Linked DNA regions of Xenopus laevis: region 1 is linked to region 2. A link is a contact called in public Hi-C data. All regions are on one chromosome and are shown on one strand. The core of a region is the stretch at or near the end of the contact, and the rest is flanking DNA. Distances in the headings are between cores, read along the strand shown. Region 1 overlaps sae1.L (SUMO1 activating enzyme subunit 1 L homeolog). Region 2 holds the start of ccdc9.L (coiled-coil domain containing 9 L homeolog).

The links. Hi-C and Micro-C count contacts between places; a contact is called where the count stands out from the background.
Region 1: a Hi-C map of the XL177 cell line shows a contact between it and region 2, with 4 times the contacts expected there. The contact joins the enhancer-like site here to the promoter of ccdc9.L in region 2. A contact is called at or near these places in 2 of 4 Hi-C or Micro-C datasets (the XL177 cell line and the XTC cell line).

Annotation. Positions count from the first base shown.
Region 1 is chr8L:68,754,266-68,758,258 of Xenopus_laevis_v10.1, forward strand. sae1.L (SUMO1 activating enzyme subunit 1 L homeolog) reads right to left here. Exons shown (of 9, transcript NM_001091789.1): 7 at 1,429-1,573; 8 at 663-732. Among protein-coding and RNA genes, the nearest start is that of XB22065716.L, 25 kb to the left of the region's middle. Within about 2 kb of position 1,381, at least 1 of the 7 cell types and tissues checked has an H3K27ac peak or open chromatin away from gene starts, as enhancers often do.
Region 2 is chr8L:68,649,507-68,653,407 of Xenopus_laevis_v10.1, forward strand. ccdc9.L (coiled-coil domain containing 9 L homeolog) reads right to left here and starts at 1,689. Exons shown (of 13, transcript NM_001094719.1): 1 at 1,567-1,689.

The DNA.
Region 1 (3,993 bases), core at 131-2,630, 100 kb after region 2:
GCTGAATCAAATTGCTTTTGCTGCTCTCAGAACTGACCTTTGATGCATTGGACACATGGGCCACTTGCTACCTGCATCACGAAAATTGCACCCAAGCCAAGAGGAGCATAAGAAACAAGCAGCAGAGAGTGCATTTACTAGGGGGTCCAAGTTGACCCACAGACTAATACTGTCCCCCATGCTAGAGCATGATCTCCTACAATGTTTTTAGTCCCTGTAGCAGTACAAAGGCCATGGCATGAAGCATGTCCCGCATTGCACCCAATAACCTCATGCACTCAATTTCCAAGTACTTGACCCAGGACACTAGTCTCAGATAGGGATGCACCAAATCCCCTATTTTGGATTCGGCCGAACCCTCGAATCCTTTGTGAAAGATTCGGCTGAATACCAACCAAATCCTAATTAGGAGTGGGAAGGGGAAACCATTTTTACTTCCTTGTTTTGTGACAAAAAAATCACGTGATTTCAATCCCCATTCGTTTTAGTCGGGCAGAAGGATTCAGCCAAATCCGAATCCTGCTGAAAAAGGCTGAATCCTGGCCGAATACCGAACCGAATCCTGGATTTGGTGCATCCCTAGTTTCAGACACAATTATTATTATTATTATTATTATTATTAAGGAGTAATTATTTGCTAACTTTCCAATAACGGAATTTACCTTAACGATTTCCTGGCCCAAAACTCCTCCGACTACTGCGCAGACTGGTGCCATCTCAGAAAAGCAGTAGCTGCAAAGACAAATGAGAGAGGTGCATTTTCTGTTTCATTCATTGAAATGATTCATTTCACATATTTTACATAGGCAAATAAAGTTTTGGTAATTTCACTCACAACATTCAGAGCGCTCTCAGTTTATTGCAAGGCAAGAGTCAACTGATCTCATGTTTCCCGATGGGTCTGAACCCAGAGGAACAGAGATTAACATTGACTGCCATAATAATTGGTCTTGATCAATTTTTATTGAGCTCAGTATTGATCTCTGTTTGTGTGGTTTATAGACACTTTGGGAAACAGTTAACTCATAAGCTGCCATGTGGTGAATGTACTAACATATACGTTTAAAATAAAAGCCCTGTGACTGCCATGTCTAGGTATGCTAACCTGGTAGAAAAGATAATTAACCAGGTCAATGAAGACAGCATCATTAGCACTCTAGGCCATGAAAAAACACTTGCGCTATGTGTTATCTAACCCAGATTAGCAGAGGTTAAATTTGGTAAAACTCTGCACCTAAAACATCAACAAATCCCTATTAGCTTGATTTTCCACTAAGTGATATGCCTGTTCACAGGTTATCAGTTTATTAGTGTAGCAGGAGATGCATATAGCACATGCCTGAGGGCAAATGTAAAGCTGCATTTCACATAAACACAGCTGGAGCAACTGGAGACGGATTCACAGAACAAAAACAAACAGACTGTTACCTTGCAAAGTCTTTGGGCAGGAGATCTGGGCTGACCCCTAGGGAGTCTAGAACATCACTGCAGATCTGAAGGAGCAGCTCAGAGTCTTCCTGGTAACTACTGGGCTGGGGATCCCGTCCCTTGTCTGTGCGAAACTTCATTAAAACTGAAGCACAAAAATCATATTAAGAGGCTTAGGGGCAAATTCACTAAGAATCGAAGTTGCGCCAGGCGCAACTTCGCCAGCGCTCCGCAAATTCACTAAAATGCGAAGTTGCGCACAGGGGTAGCGAAAGGTTGCGGAGTTGCGCTAGCGTTGTTTCGCTATATAAAGCGAAGTTGCGCTAGCGAAGGCTAATTTGCATACGGCGCGAAATTCAAATTTCAATGGAGGAACACGTATCTGCACTACAAATGCCTAGAAAACCTTCAAATCTGCAAATAAAAATTTTATTTTGCCCTACACATGTGCCCACTGTCTAGGTAAGTTGCCATGAGTCAGGAAAAGTAGGGTGGAGGAAGGGGAGCCCCAAAAAATTTTCGATCTTTTTCAGCCTATCAGCCATCATGTAGAAAACACGCCAGCGTTTTTTGGGACTTAGAAAAAAAATTGACTTTTTTTTAAACAATCCCTATCTACTCTATTGCGCTTCGCCAGGTCTGAGGTGGCGAAGGAAGTCTAGCGTAAAAGGTAGCGTTCGCTGCACTGCGCAAGTTAGTGAATTTGCGTAGTTTCGCCGCTAGCGAAGATTCGCCTGGCGTAAGGTTGCGAAGTTACACTAGCGAAACTATGCCAGCGTTCGTTAGTGAATTTGCGCAGTAGCGAAAATGCCAAACGCTAGCGAATTAACGCTAGCGTTCGGCGCTTCGCGCATTTGTGAATTTGCCCCTTAATGTCTTGCAAAAGAAACAAATATTTCTACTACAGGTATGGGACCTGTTATCCAGAATGTGCGGGACCTGGGGATTTCCGGATAACGGACCTTTCTGTAATTTGGATCTTCATACCATAAGTCTATTAGAAAATCACATAATAATTTAGCTCAATAAGCTGGTTCTGCTTTCAATACAAATTAATTAGATTTTAGTTTGGATCAAGTACAAGGTATTGTTTTATTATTACAGAGAAAAAGGAAATCACTTTTAAAAATTTGGATTATATGAATATAAAGGAGTATATGGGAGACAGCCTTTCCATAATTCTGAGCTTTCTGGATAACGGGTTTCCGGATAACGGATCCCATACCTGTACTAAAATTAAAATATGTAGTAATGGTCACCCTCCCTCTGCATAAAATGGGAGTCGTGCAACAATATTTTCCATTTTTATTGGTTCAGTAAAAGCTAATAATAAAGATATATTCTCTGAAATATGCCAATGTCAAAGCCCACGAGTACAACACCTCTATGACTACCTGAAAAAGAGAAAGCGTAACACTAACCACCAGCCAGCTAAACTGCAGTCAAGCTCTTGGTTAAAAACAAAGTATTTAATGTAAATATCAATATAAAGATAAGTATTTGACTCCTTCATGAATAATGCCTATTTGTGGGTATATAAGTAAAAATTGCATGGGCATATTGAATTTACACTCCCTACAGGGACCAACGTGTGCCGCCTTCCTCAAAACTGCTTCCCATACCACCCACACAACTTTCCACAACAGACAGATAAAGTTCATAACCAAATCAGCAGGTGATACTATCATCTCAGCTGGACTTTCATGTGGTGAACAATAGGTGGGAGGTAAAGCTTATTTTTTTTCTATTACAGAGCGACTTCCTATTAAGTCTGTAGTGAGAATGAATATATATATATATATATATATATATATATATATATATATATATATATATATATATATATATATATATATATATATATATATATACACACATACACACACACACATAATGAAAAGAAGAAACTTTGGTCACAGAAGTGTAGAACTGAGAAGGAAAATTATTCGTACACCTCTCCTAATTATGCATTAATCTTGGATGAGAAAGGCTGTCACATACCTTGAGAGGCAGTACATAAGGAGAATGTGGCAAATGCTTTATGTGCAAGCTGACCACAAAACGCATCAAACAAAATCTATTTCTCTCCCCCCCCCCCCCCACCAACCAGGTCTGGACTGAGGGTTTAAATAGTCCCTGGCATTTCAAGTACACAGCGGCCCAATCAGCCCACTAAATACTGACTTTCTATGGCATCTTATAGCACTCCCTCTGGCATTTGCCAGAACCCACAGATTGCCAGTCCAGGCCTGCCCCAACTCAAACTCTATGCAAATCATTCTTCCCAAGATAAAGGTACAGTGTATAGTGCACTGGGGCTAGAAGAGAAGGGTCAGTTGTCAGGGCTGGATTTACAAAGTGGGCACCCCTAGGCCCACTGCCATTCGTCGCCCCTGTCCCCACCCCTTTATTTGTGCAAATTGTCATCATCTGCACTGGAGAAATGGGGAAATTTAAAAAAATGATTGTATCTACTGCTCATCCCCAGTGTTTTTGAACAAATGTGGGTGTGGTTGGGCAGCATGCCGCCCCCCTAAAATCCTGCCGCCCTAGGTGGCCTTTCCA
Region 2 (3,901 bases), core at 439-2,938:
GCTGGTTTGTGAGTTAAAGGAACAGTAACACTAAAAAATCAAAGTGTCAAACGGTTAGAATATCAGGCTCTGTTACCCTGCACTAGTAAAACTTGTATGCTTTAGAAACACTACTATAGAGCCAGTGGCTTTCGAGAAACACGTTGCTCACCAAGCCCTCTGATGTTGCTCCCAGTGACATTAAAGCAAGTGCTCTTTTTGCAAGTTTTAGAGGCATAAAGACTGTGTACTGCCAAACAGACCAACCTGTAGTCTGACAGTCCACATAGGGGCTACCAAATAACCAATTGCAGCCCTTTTTGGACACCCTCTATGAACTTTTTCCATGCTTGTTTTGCTCAACTTTTATTATATTTAAATGTGGCTCAGAGGTAAAAAAAAAAAAAAGGATAAGGACCCTTGGTTTATACAAATAAGCTGTTGTGTATCCAAGGTGGCAGCCAATTCAAAAGAGAAAAGGCCCAGGTAACATAGCACATGGGCTCTGTAGAATACCATTATATTCTACAGAGCCTGTTATCCGCTATTAACCCTATTTAATTTGCCACCATTACTACACAGCAGCTTGTTTACATATATAATAGAGTTTCACATCAGTTTTAGCAGTGCAGGGCAACAGTAAATTATATTTGTGTGTGTGCTACATGGAAGGGGTGCATCTAACTAATTTATCTGTTATATGAGCAGCTTTACAGGTGGTTGGCAGATCTCCCATTCATAATGCAATGCTTATCAAATATGTATGCATGGAAGTCAGTTGACTGTGTTTAGTAATAGTAGGTGTATGTCTGATGGTATCCAAAGTTGTTATGTCTTAAAGAGGTTTGTTCACCTTTCAAAACGTTTTTCAGTTCAGTTTCAGATAGATCACCAGAAATAAAGACTTTTTCCAAAGACTTTCTATTTTCTATATGTGACTGTTTTCTAATATTGAAGTGTAACGTTTTATATTTCATTTTTCTAAAGCAGACCTAGGAGGGGGGGTCGCTGACCCTGTAAACTAATAAATTGATACATTTGATACATTTCTTATCTTTGTCCCTGCTGAGCAGAATCTCTGGGTTTCATTACAGGCAGTTGTTAGAATTGATACAATAGTTGCTAATACTCCTGAGAAATGTATCAGCTTAATGTTGCAAAATTGTAACAGTTCTACCCAATTGTAACAGAATCTGCACCCAATGAGCTTTATTTTCAATCCAGTAAATTCTACCAATTGATTGGGTGCTGTGAGTTACAAGCCAGTTTGCGGACTCAAATGAGAGGAGGGAAACTAAACCATTACGTTCTTTTAAAAACAGACTCAGCAAGAAAATAAAAAGCCCATTAAAATGGCGCGCTATTTCAAAATAAAAAGAGAAATTGCCCCTATATTATTATTGCCACTATAAAATCACTATATAATCCTCATTGTGCCCCAGAGCGATTCCGCCTCTGTGACATTCAGGTATTGTCCCTATAGTCACACACATAGAACTCGTGCACTCACGTTGCCAGTGGCTCAAACAGGAAAACCAGAATGAAAGTGGTACAGACCGTCTCTCTCCCCACAATCTCGAGGCTTACCAGCTAGGTGCAGTCCGTACAGCACGAGGTTAAGCAGCTAATAAATTCCCTTGTTATAAGTGCTTGTGTGACCTGCCATTTGTTCGCTTAGCCTCGGAGTCCTACTGGCGGCTGCTTTCAATCCTTCACAACCATCTGCGTAACAGCGTGCGTCTGACGGAATTTAGGAGGAGGCGGGGACCCGGGCTTGCGTAGGCGGAGTCAGCCTAGAGAGGACAGTGACGCAGAATGCTTCCTAAACGGACGACACGCGAACTATTCAATTCGCTGCCTGCAAACACCGAATTTTCTCCCTTGTTCTGCAGAAAATTCTCATCAGTTTTCTCACTGTGCCCAAACCTAATTGTACAAACGAAAAGTGTCTGTTATGTATCACAGCATTTGCATAAGCTGTGTTGCGTTTAATAAAATTAATTACCACAGACTAATGAGAGAGTTTGGACTTACTTTTCTTTGGGAAAAATACCTACCATGCAGGGCTTTTAAAAAAAAAAATCACTTTTGAGCAGGTTTAACCCTTTCACTTTCAGAAAAAGTTAGAATTTAATTTAAAGGTACTGCCAGACAATGTTTGACTTACCTGCCATTTTCCAAGGAGTTACCTGATTTTGGGCTCCCTCACCAGGGGGCAAATTCACTAACCTCTGGAAATTCGCCAGCGACGGCTTCACTCACATCGCCACACTTCGCCAGGTGAAAATTCGCCAGGACAACGCTAATTCACTAAAATATGAAGTTGCATCCAGAACGATGGTGAAGTTTTGCTAGCGTTAATTCGGCAAGCAAAGTGAAGTTGCGCTAGTGTTGGCTAATTTGCATACGGCAGGAAGTTAAAGTACAATGGACGTATATGTTGCAGCCAATACATTACACTACACAAGCCCAGGGAAGCTTAATAAAGGAAAAAAAAATTGTTATAATGTCCTACACATGAGCCCAGTGTATAGTTTATGTGCCATATGTAAGGAAATGTAGGAGAGAAGCCGGGTACCCTAAAAAAAAAAATTACTATCTTTTGCAGCCTGTCACCCTAAAAACTGAAAAGTCGCCAGAGTTTTTTTGGGTCTTTTCAATTTTTTTTGAGGAAGTCCGATCTACTGTATTGCACTTTGCCTGGTCTAAGGTGGCGAAGGCAAGTCTGGCACAAGAGGTAACGTTCATTGAAATCCGCATCTTAGTGAATTTGTGTAGTTACGTCCATTCGCCAGAGCGAAAATTCGCCTGGCGTTAGAGTGCGAAGTAGTGCTACAGTCTATCTCCTTCCCTAGCGAATTTAAGTCAGCGCCCGTTAGTAAATTGAAGTCCCAAAATGATGTCACGCTGTTGAATTCTCACCAGCGTTAGTCACTTTGCCCTTTAGTAAATTTGCCCCCAGGTCTCCCCTCACTATTCAGCATTCTCCTGATTTTCTGCCAGCAAAATCCAATGAGTGGAATCCATGACTTCAGTGTGTACTACATAGGCCCCCATATTTCTGCTTTTAAAAGTTGACAGCTCTGTTTTTTCAATTATTTTCTATTTGTGAATGATTTTCTAATATTGAAGTTCAAATTTTCTCCTTCCTATGTTTTTTTAAAGCAGCTCTTTAAACTGTAAACTGACTATAAACTGTTGTAAATTGATATATTAGTTGATACATTTCTTTTTGTTGCCCTGTTGAGCAGAATTCATGCGTTTCATAATTAAAGGCAGTTGTTAGAATTGATACAAGAGTTGCTCATATTTCAAAGATACTGCTGAGAAATGTATAAATATCTAATTGTATCAACTAAATGTAGCATATTGAAACAGTTCAGAACCTGCACCATGATCACTGAGCTGCCAGACTGAAACACCAGAGGCAGGAACATTAATCTTTAATTCTACAATAACAGTCAAAAATAAAACATGAAAAGCAGTTGAAAAAAAGTCTTTATTTCTGGTAAACAATCTGAAAACAACTGAACTGACAAAAATGTTTGCTAAACATCGCTTTGAATATCAATTGAATTTACACATTTAAAGGAATTGCTCAGTATAAAAATAAAAACAGGGTAAATGGTTAGCTTGTGCAAAATAAATAATGTTTTCAATATAGTTAGTTAGCCAAAAATGTAATGTATTAAGGTTGGAGTGACTGGATGTTTAACATAATAGCCAGAACACTACTTCCTGCTCTCTTGGTTTCCACTGTTTGTTTACCAGTCAGTAGCCTATCAGTGACTTGAGGGGGGCACATGGGTCATAACTGTTTGCTTTTACATGCTAAGGCTCAATTGCAAACTCACTGAACAGTTATGTCCCATGTGGCCCCCTTAAAACTGCAGGACTACATCAACGTGCCAATATGGTCCTC